2 separate regions of the Triticum aestivum genome follow, and region 2 is linked to region 1. The links are chromatin contacts, called in public Hi-C maps. All regions are on one chromosome and are shown on one strand. Each heading gives the region's core, a stretch centred on a gene start, on an enhancer-like site or on the middle of the called end of the contact. The rest is flanking DNA. Distances are from core to core; before and after follow the strand shown.

Region 1 (3,319 bases), core at 280-2,779:
TCAGAAATATCCCCTTCAGATGGCACTGCCGGTACTGCCTGTCAGTCAATGGATACAGCTGAATTGCTGACAAACGACAAGGCCAGCATCGTCACTCAACAAATCGCAAGGATTTATGAACATCTCCGACCAGCAGTGATTGCCGATGTTTTCCACCATAGCTCACACTCGCAAGGGTTGCTCAGTGATCGCACGGGCCAAGGCATTGCAGGCCTCGTATATCTCCCAACGCTCGTCGTGGTATGTGTCTCTGGCTAGGAAGATGTGCTTCTTCCCCTGGACTTCGACGGCGCTCCAAGCAGGGTCCTTCCGAATGCCGAGCGACTTCATGGCCTCATGCATACCGGCCACGCTGTCCCACATGTCGCAGGCGGCGTAAGTGTTCGCCAGGACGACGTACTTGCCGGTGTTCCCCGGCTGCAGCCGAAAGAAGCGCCGCGCGGCGAGCTCGACCAGCCCCACGTCGCCGTGCTTCCTGCAGGCGCCCAGCAGCGCGCCCCAGACCACCGAGTGCTCCTGGCAGTCCGGCAGGTTCTTGACAAGCTCGTAGGCGTCGCGGAGCCTGCCGACCCTGGCGAGCATGTCGACCACCGCCGCGTAGTGCGCGCCCTTCGGGGTGAGCCCGTAGTCCGACGGCATGGACGAGAAGTGCCTAAGCCCCTCGTCGACGAGCCCGCCGTGTGCGCAGGCCGAGAGCACAGCGAGGAACGTCACGTCGTTCGGCCGGAACCCGTCGCGCGTCATCTCGCCGAAGAGCGCCAGCGCCTCGCGCACGTGCCCGTGCTGGCCGTGCCCGGAGATGAGCGCGGTCCACATGGTGACGTTCCGCTCTGGCGCGGCTGCGAACACCCGGCGCGCGTCCTCGGCGCTGCTGCACTTGAGGTACATGTCGACGAGCGCGCTGTTGGCGAACACGTTGACGGCGGCGACGGCAGACTTGACCATGACGCCGTGCACGCGCCGGCCGTGGTCCAGCGCGGACATCCTGGCGCACGCGCAGAGCACCGACGCGAACGTGAACTGGTCCGGCCTCAGCCCCTCCGCCCGCATCAGGCCGAACATCTCCACCGCCTGCGCCTCCTCGCCCCCGCGCGTGCACCCGGATATCATCGCGTTCCACGCCACGACGTCCCTCCGCGGCATTCCGTCGAACAGGTCCCGGGCGACGCTGAGCTCCCCGATCTTCGCATAAAAGATCAGCAGCTTGGTGGCCATGTAGTCGCTGCATCTGAAGCCGGTGGAGACCATGCGCGCGTGGATCCTCTTGCCGAGCCTCGCGTCCCTCCGGTTCACGCACTCTTGCAGCAGAAGAGCGTAGGCGCCCGAGACGGCGCACACGGCGCTCCGGTGGAGGAGGCTCACGGCCCGGGAGAGCTGCCCCCCGATGCACAGCGACCTCAGCTTTCGCGCTAGGCTACTCGAGTCCATGGCCTAGGGAAATCAGGCAGGGTCAGAACAGGGGAATTAACCATAGCATGTTTTAGTTGCTCAGAAGAATGTTGTTCTTCTGAATTCCAACGGAAACCTTCCTGTTTCAAAGATAAAAACGAGGGTTTGCATATCAGTCTGTAGTTCTGTAACAGACCTTTTCAGAAAAAAAATCCATTTTAAACCTTAAACTTGTAGAGGTTTGGTGAAACGAACCCCCAAATCAAAATCTCGTCAGTTGCACCCCTAAACTATGCAATTTCAGTCTAAATCAAACTCTGGCGTTGTTTGAAGCATAAAAAAGTTTTTTTTTTTTGAGACAATGAAGCATAAAAAAGCTTATATGGTGGGATTCGTCTGGCTGGTGGGCCAAGAAGCAGTAGTGCTGACTACAGCGCGCACCCCGTCCTCCGCGCTGGGCCAGCCCATTCGTATTCTTTTTGTCTGTTAAAAATGTCTTTTTTTCATGGGAGCTCTTCTTAGTCGGCGCTGCAAAATACGTGAGCTAGCGGGCCGGCCCAATCAAGGAAAAAAGACGGTAAAAAACCTACTGATGTAACATGCAAAAACTGAGACTCGAACCCACTGTCTAAGGAAGAGAAACGTAACACCCGAACCCCCAGACCAAGCGGCCAAGCTTGTCTACTATTAGAAACGAGGAACATTTAACCCTTCCTCTAGAGATATACTATATACCCAGAATTAATTATTTGAAAAATAAATTCAGAAAAAAACCCACGAATTCTGAAAAAAGGTTCGTGAAAAATGAACAAAGATCATCAATTTCGAAAAAACCTTCAACCAATTTGAAAAAAGTTCACAAATTTGAAAAAAAGTTCACTGTTTCTGAAGAAAAGTTCATCGAATTCAAAAAAAGTTCATCAAATTTCAAAAAAAGTTCATGGATTTTGAGAAAAAGTTCATTGAATTGAAAAAATGTTCATCAATTTTCAAAAAAGTTCATCAAAATTTAAAAAAGTTCATGGATTTTGAAAAAAGTTCACCGATTTTGGAAAAAATAACATGAATCTGAAAAGTAGCTCATAGATTTTGAAAAAAAGTTCATCAACATTGAAAAAAGTTCGTCGTTTTGGAAAAACATTCATCAATTTCGAAAAAAAGTTCATCGATTTTGTAAAAGTGTTCATCGATTTCGAGAAAACATTCATCGGCCTTGAAGAAATGGTCATTGATTTTTTTTAGAAAAAATCATGATTTTGCATAGAAAGTTCACGTATTTAGCCAAAAAAAAGAGAGAGAAAATCTGAACAAAACAGCTCCTAGAAAAATGAAAAAAAGGAAAAGAAAAAGAATAAAGTTCCGCGAACTGTAAAGGTAAATAGGGAAAAGGATTTGAGTCTGCACAATCAGTTGAGATGGCATAGTGGCTTGTACGCGTAGCTCAGATTTAAAAGGTCTTTAGTTCGAGTCTCAGCGGTCGCACCTTTTTTTTGACTTTTAACAGGAAAAGAAGAAAGAATTAAACGGGCCGGCCCAGTCGCCTGCAGCGCTAAATGGCCTGTAACGGGCGCCTGCAGCGCTAAATAGGGAATGCCTTTTTCATTCACTGCTAAAAGGGGTACAGGGCGCGCACCCGTGCTCGATGCTGGGCCAGCCCATTTGTATTTCTTTTGTCGGTTAAAAATGTCTTTTTTTCTGTTACACAACTCTTTTTAGGAATTTCTGTTACATAGCTAACAAAGGTGTGCGGCGCACTCCCATCCTCCACGCTAGGCCAGCCCATTTGTATTCTTTATCTGTTAAAAACGTTTTTTTACACTGCTAAAAAGGTGTGCGGCGCGCACCCGCGTTGGGCCAACATATTTGTATTTTTTGTCCATTAAAAATGTCTTTTTTGTCTTATAAAAAAAGGTGCGCGCACAAGGTGATT
Region 2 (3,319 bases), core at 385-2,884, 380 kb before region 1:
AGAGGTGTGAATCTCCGTCGACGTCATCTGAAGGAGGAGGTAACCAAACATGTTTTACACTTGCCACTTGTGACTAACGCCACCTTAAGGATTCACGCGATACCTTTGGAGAAAAACCAACATCAATACTTCCAACCCTTCACCATCAATTCAGGCTATTGAAGAAACTGAGGCATACTGCAAACATATTGAAAGAAGAGGTCAAAGTTGTCGCCCGAAGAGCGAGCTAACTGATTCTTGATTGACACATCAACTAACAAGATCTGAAGAGAAGCAATAAATATGACAAGACCTATTCTCACGGGCCCTTCATTGGTGTTGGGTTGAATGTCGTTGAATCAGGAAGAGACATTACTCTAAAGCTTCATCATTGTTTCAACCTCACCGATGCCGCCATGGAGAAAATACAGAAAACAAGAACCCGCTAGAACTAACTAAGAACAACAAAAGGAACGGTCCCTACTCCTGGCCGCCGACGAGACAGCTAGAAGAGACGTTACTCCAATGCTTCATCACTATTTCAACCTCATCGATGCCGCCATGGAAACAAAAATTCAGAAAACAAGAACATGCTATAACTAATTAAGAACAACAAAAGGAACGGTACCTGCTCCTGGCCGCCGACGAGATAGCCCGACCAGAGATAGGAGGAGGCCCAAGCGGCAATGTGGAAAACGAACTCGATGGGAGCTTCATGTTTGCAAAGATAAAGCTTTCCCCCCAATTTTTTCCGATGACACACCTAGGCGTACCATATTTTTATAGAAGGCGGAAGTCAATTACAAAAGACTACAACTTGCTGCGAACAACAAGTGTAGTTGGAACTCCACACTCCACTATGACAAGTACAAACACAACGGAAAAGGGCTTGCCCTAAGTCAATCATCTAGCCGCGTCACAACAAAAGTCAGTCGCCTTGAAGAGTAATAACTCCAACTGGATTTCCCTTGCCAACGCACTACCCACCCTTGAATGCCTAAGAGGAGACGACGAGTGAATAGCGGGACTCGGTCAGCCATGAGAAAGCCATCGTATTGGAATCACCGGCAGCTGCATACATAGCGCCCACGAAGATTAACTCGGGCAGCGGCAAGCACCACAGACAGAACCACCAGGCCAGGTCCAGGCCAGGTCTCCACATGCGATGCTCTCAATAGAGTGATGACGCCACACCGCCGCCATAGTCGGTCCTGCAACGGACAAGGCTTTCGCCCGAGGACCACAATCTGATCAAGGAGGGAAGATGCCGACACACCTTGGCGACGCCTCCAACAAGGAAAACGACACCCACGGGCGTCGTCACCGCTAGCTCCGAAGGATGAGCAGGATTTTCATCCGAACCGTCGCACCTCTCCCACCCCCATCAACAGATTGGCCAAACTGTCGGAGTCACACCGCCGCTGTCGCAACACCTCGCCACCGTGTCAAGACCACCGCAGTACATCGCCCTCGCACGGCCGAGAGCAATTCCCCCCAAAAAGTTATGGAATATGTTAACGAGCTACCGTATCCTTGATCTTGCTTGCCTGACTGGAAGGGGCAAGTAGTCGAGATCGTAATGCAGGAGTAGTGACGGCACGCTGGCGTTGCGCCGTTATAATTCGCCACGGCAGGCAGAGGAGAGCCGCTTTTCCACGGCTCGCTCGCCCGACCCCATCAAACGTTGAGGAGAGGGGGGAAAAAGAAGAGAGAGAGAGAGAGAGGGCTCGCCCGCTCGAGGATGCCCGTTCCTCTTCCTCCGCAAGAAATAGGCGCAAACACAACAACACAGTGGAGCCAACGGAATCCCCAAATCGATCTCTCGACTCCGGGCCGAGAACCCCCAATTCCCAGTCCTCAGCCCCCATTCCGGTCGCCCTGATCCTCCCCCGCAGGCGATTTGTCGGAGTTCGCCGCCCCTCGCGGCCCTGCCGGTAAGCCCAATCCCTACGCCTATGGCCCTGCTCGGTCTCGCGTTTCTCTCGCCCGTTCCATGGGCAATTGGATCTTCCTTTTTCCCGCGACGCGGCGATGTTATCTGTTTTCGTGTCCGCTAGGTTACTTTCTGTGCGAATTTCTCAGCGGTTGCTGCTGTAATCTGCTGCAGGGTTCTGTGATTCCGCCTCGGGCGCCTCGGGGATCTCTCCGTTGCTCGCCGGCACCCATGGCGCCGGCTTCGGCTCCGGCTTTGGACGTCGAGGGCGAGGTCGGCGGCGGCAACAGCCAGAACGCGCTGAAGTCCGAAGCCGACGGGGAGCGATCCGTCGCTCCGGGAGGCGGTTCTGTGCCCGGTGAATTCCGCTCCGATGACGCGGCCACAGCGGTTTGTGAGGACGGTATCGACTCCTCAGATGACCCTGCCCTGGCCATGGATGTCAACGGCAAGGGCGACGGGGGCAAGGAGAATCTGGGCAAGGTGCGGGTGAAATCCGAGCCCGAGCACTGCGAGGGCGAAGGCGCCGTTCTCGCCCCTTGCACCCGGCCTTTGGGTGCCGATTTTGTGGGGATAGCTTCCTCCTCCTCCTATAAACTGCCCATGGCGAGTCCGGAGGACTCGACTGACCAGCGAGGAGGGGATAGCACGGAGTGCTCGAGCTCGTTCGCAGACTCCCTTTGTGAGACTGGTGATGAGGCAGGCAATGGTGACCTGGAAGTGAATTCTCCCTTTTCAGCTCATGCTAATGGCGGTCAAGCTTCCGCGATGCCCAGGTGAGTCTGTTGGCAGTTCCTTGTATGCATTCAATGGTACTGGTTGGATGATTATGCAATCCTGTTTCCAGATTGTCTGATTGTATTGTTTGAGAAAGAAATGAACAAGCAGAATACCCTGTTAGGCAGTTAGTAACTGATATTATACACTCTTGGCCTTGGGTTTCCCGCGCTGGCAGGGTAAAGAGCAGTGCTATGTGTACGATATTTTTTTTACGACTTTTGTACGACACTGCTCAGTTACCCTTGGATCAGATCTATGCATCAATAGGAGTCGTGGGATCACAATGTTGGACGTGAATCGTAAATATCAAGTCGTATGCAGAACAATTTCGCAGGGTAAAAGGTAGGTTGTGGTAGAGTTTTGTTTACTCGTAGAGCCTACCAAACTTTAGAGGCTGTAGCTATCCATAGGAGGCTATACACTTTGGTATCAGCTCCTAGGTACTGTGATGGCAACCTGGTCTGCGCACCCAAGAGGCAGATGGTGTCAGAGAATAGAGAGAAGGAGATAAGCAATCCGGCTTACCTATTATTGCTTTCCCTAATAAATACTAGTGCATAGCTTATACAGAGCTGGTTACAATTAACTCATCCATCACGCCGGCGACTGTATGTAGTTTATCTGCCA

The links. A called contact is a pair of places that touch in the nucleus more often than the background predicts.
Region 2: a Hi-C map of leaf shows a contact between it and region 1, with 7 times the contacts expected there. The contact joins the promoter of LOC123155519 here to the promoter of LOC123162606 in region 1. A contact is called at or near these places in 2 of 5 Hi-C or Micro-C datasets (both in leaf).

Annotation. Positions count from the first base shown.
Region 1 is chr7B:536,933,505-536,936,823 of IWGSC CS RefSeq v2.1, reverse strand. It overlaps LOC123162606 (pentatricopeptide repeat-containing protein At4g16470), which reads right to left and starts at 1,529. Exons shown (of 2, transcript XM_044580373.1): 1 at 1-1,529. The coding sequence starts at 1,428. The coding sequence ends at 163.
Region 2 is chr7B:537,316,499-537,319,817 of IWGSC CS RefSeq v2.1, reverse strand. LOC123155519 reads left to right here and starts at 1,634. Exons shown (of 6, transcript XM_044573681.1): 1 at 1,634-1,913; 2 at 2,087-2,688. The coding sequence starts at 2,144.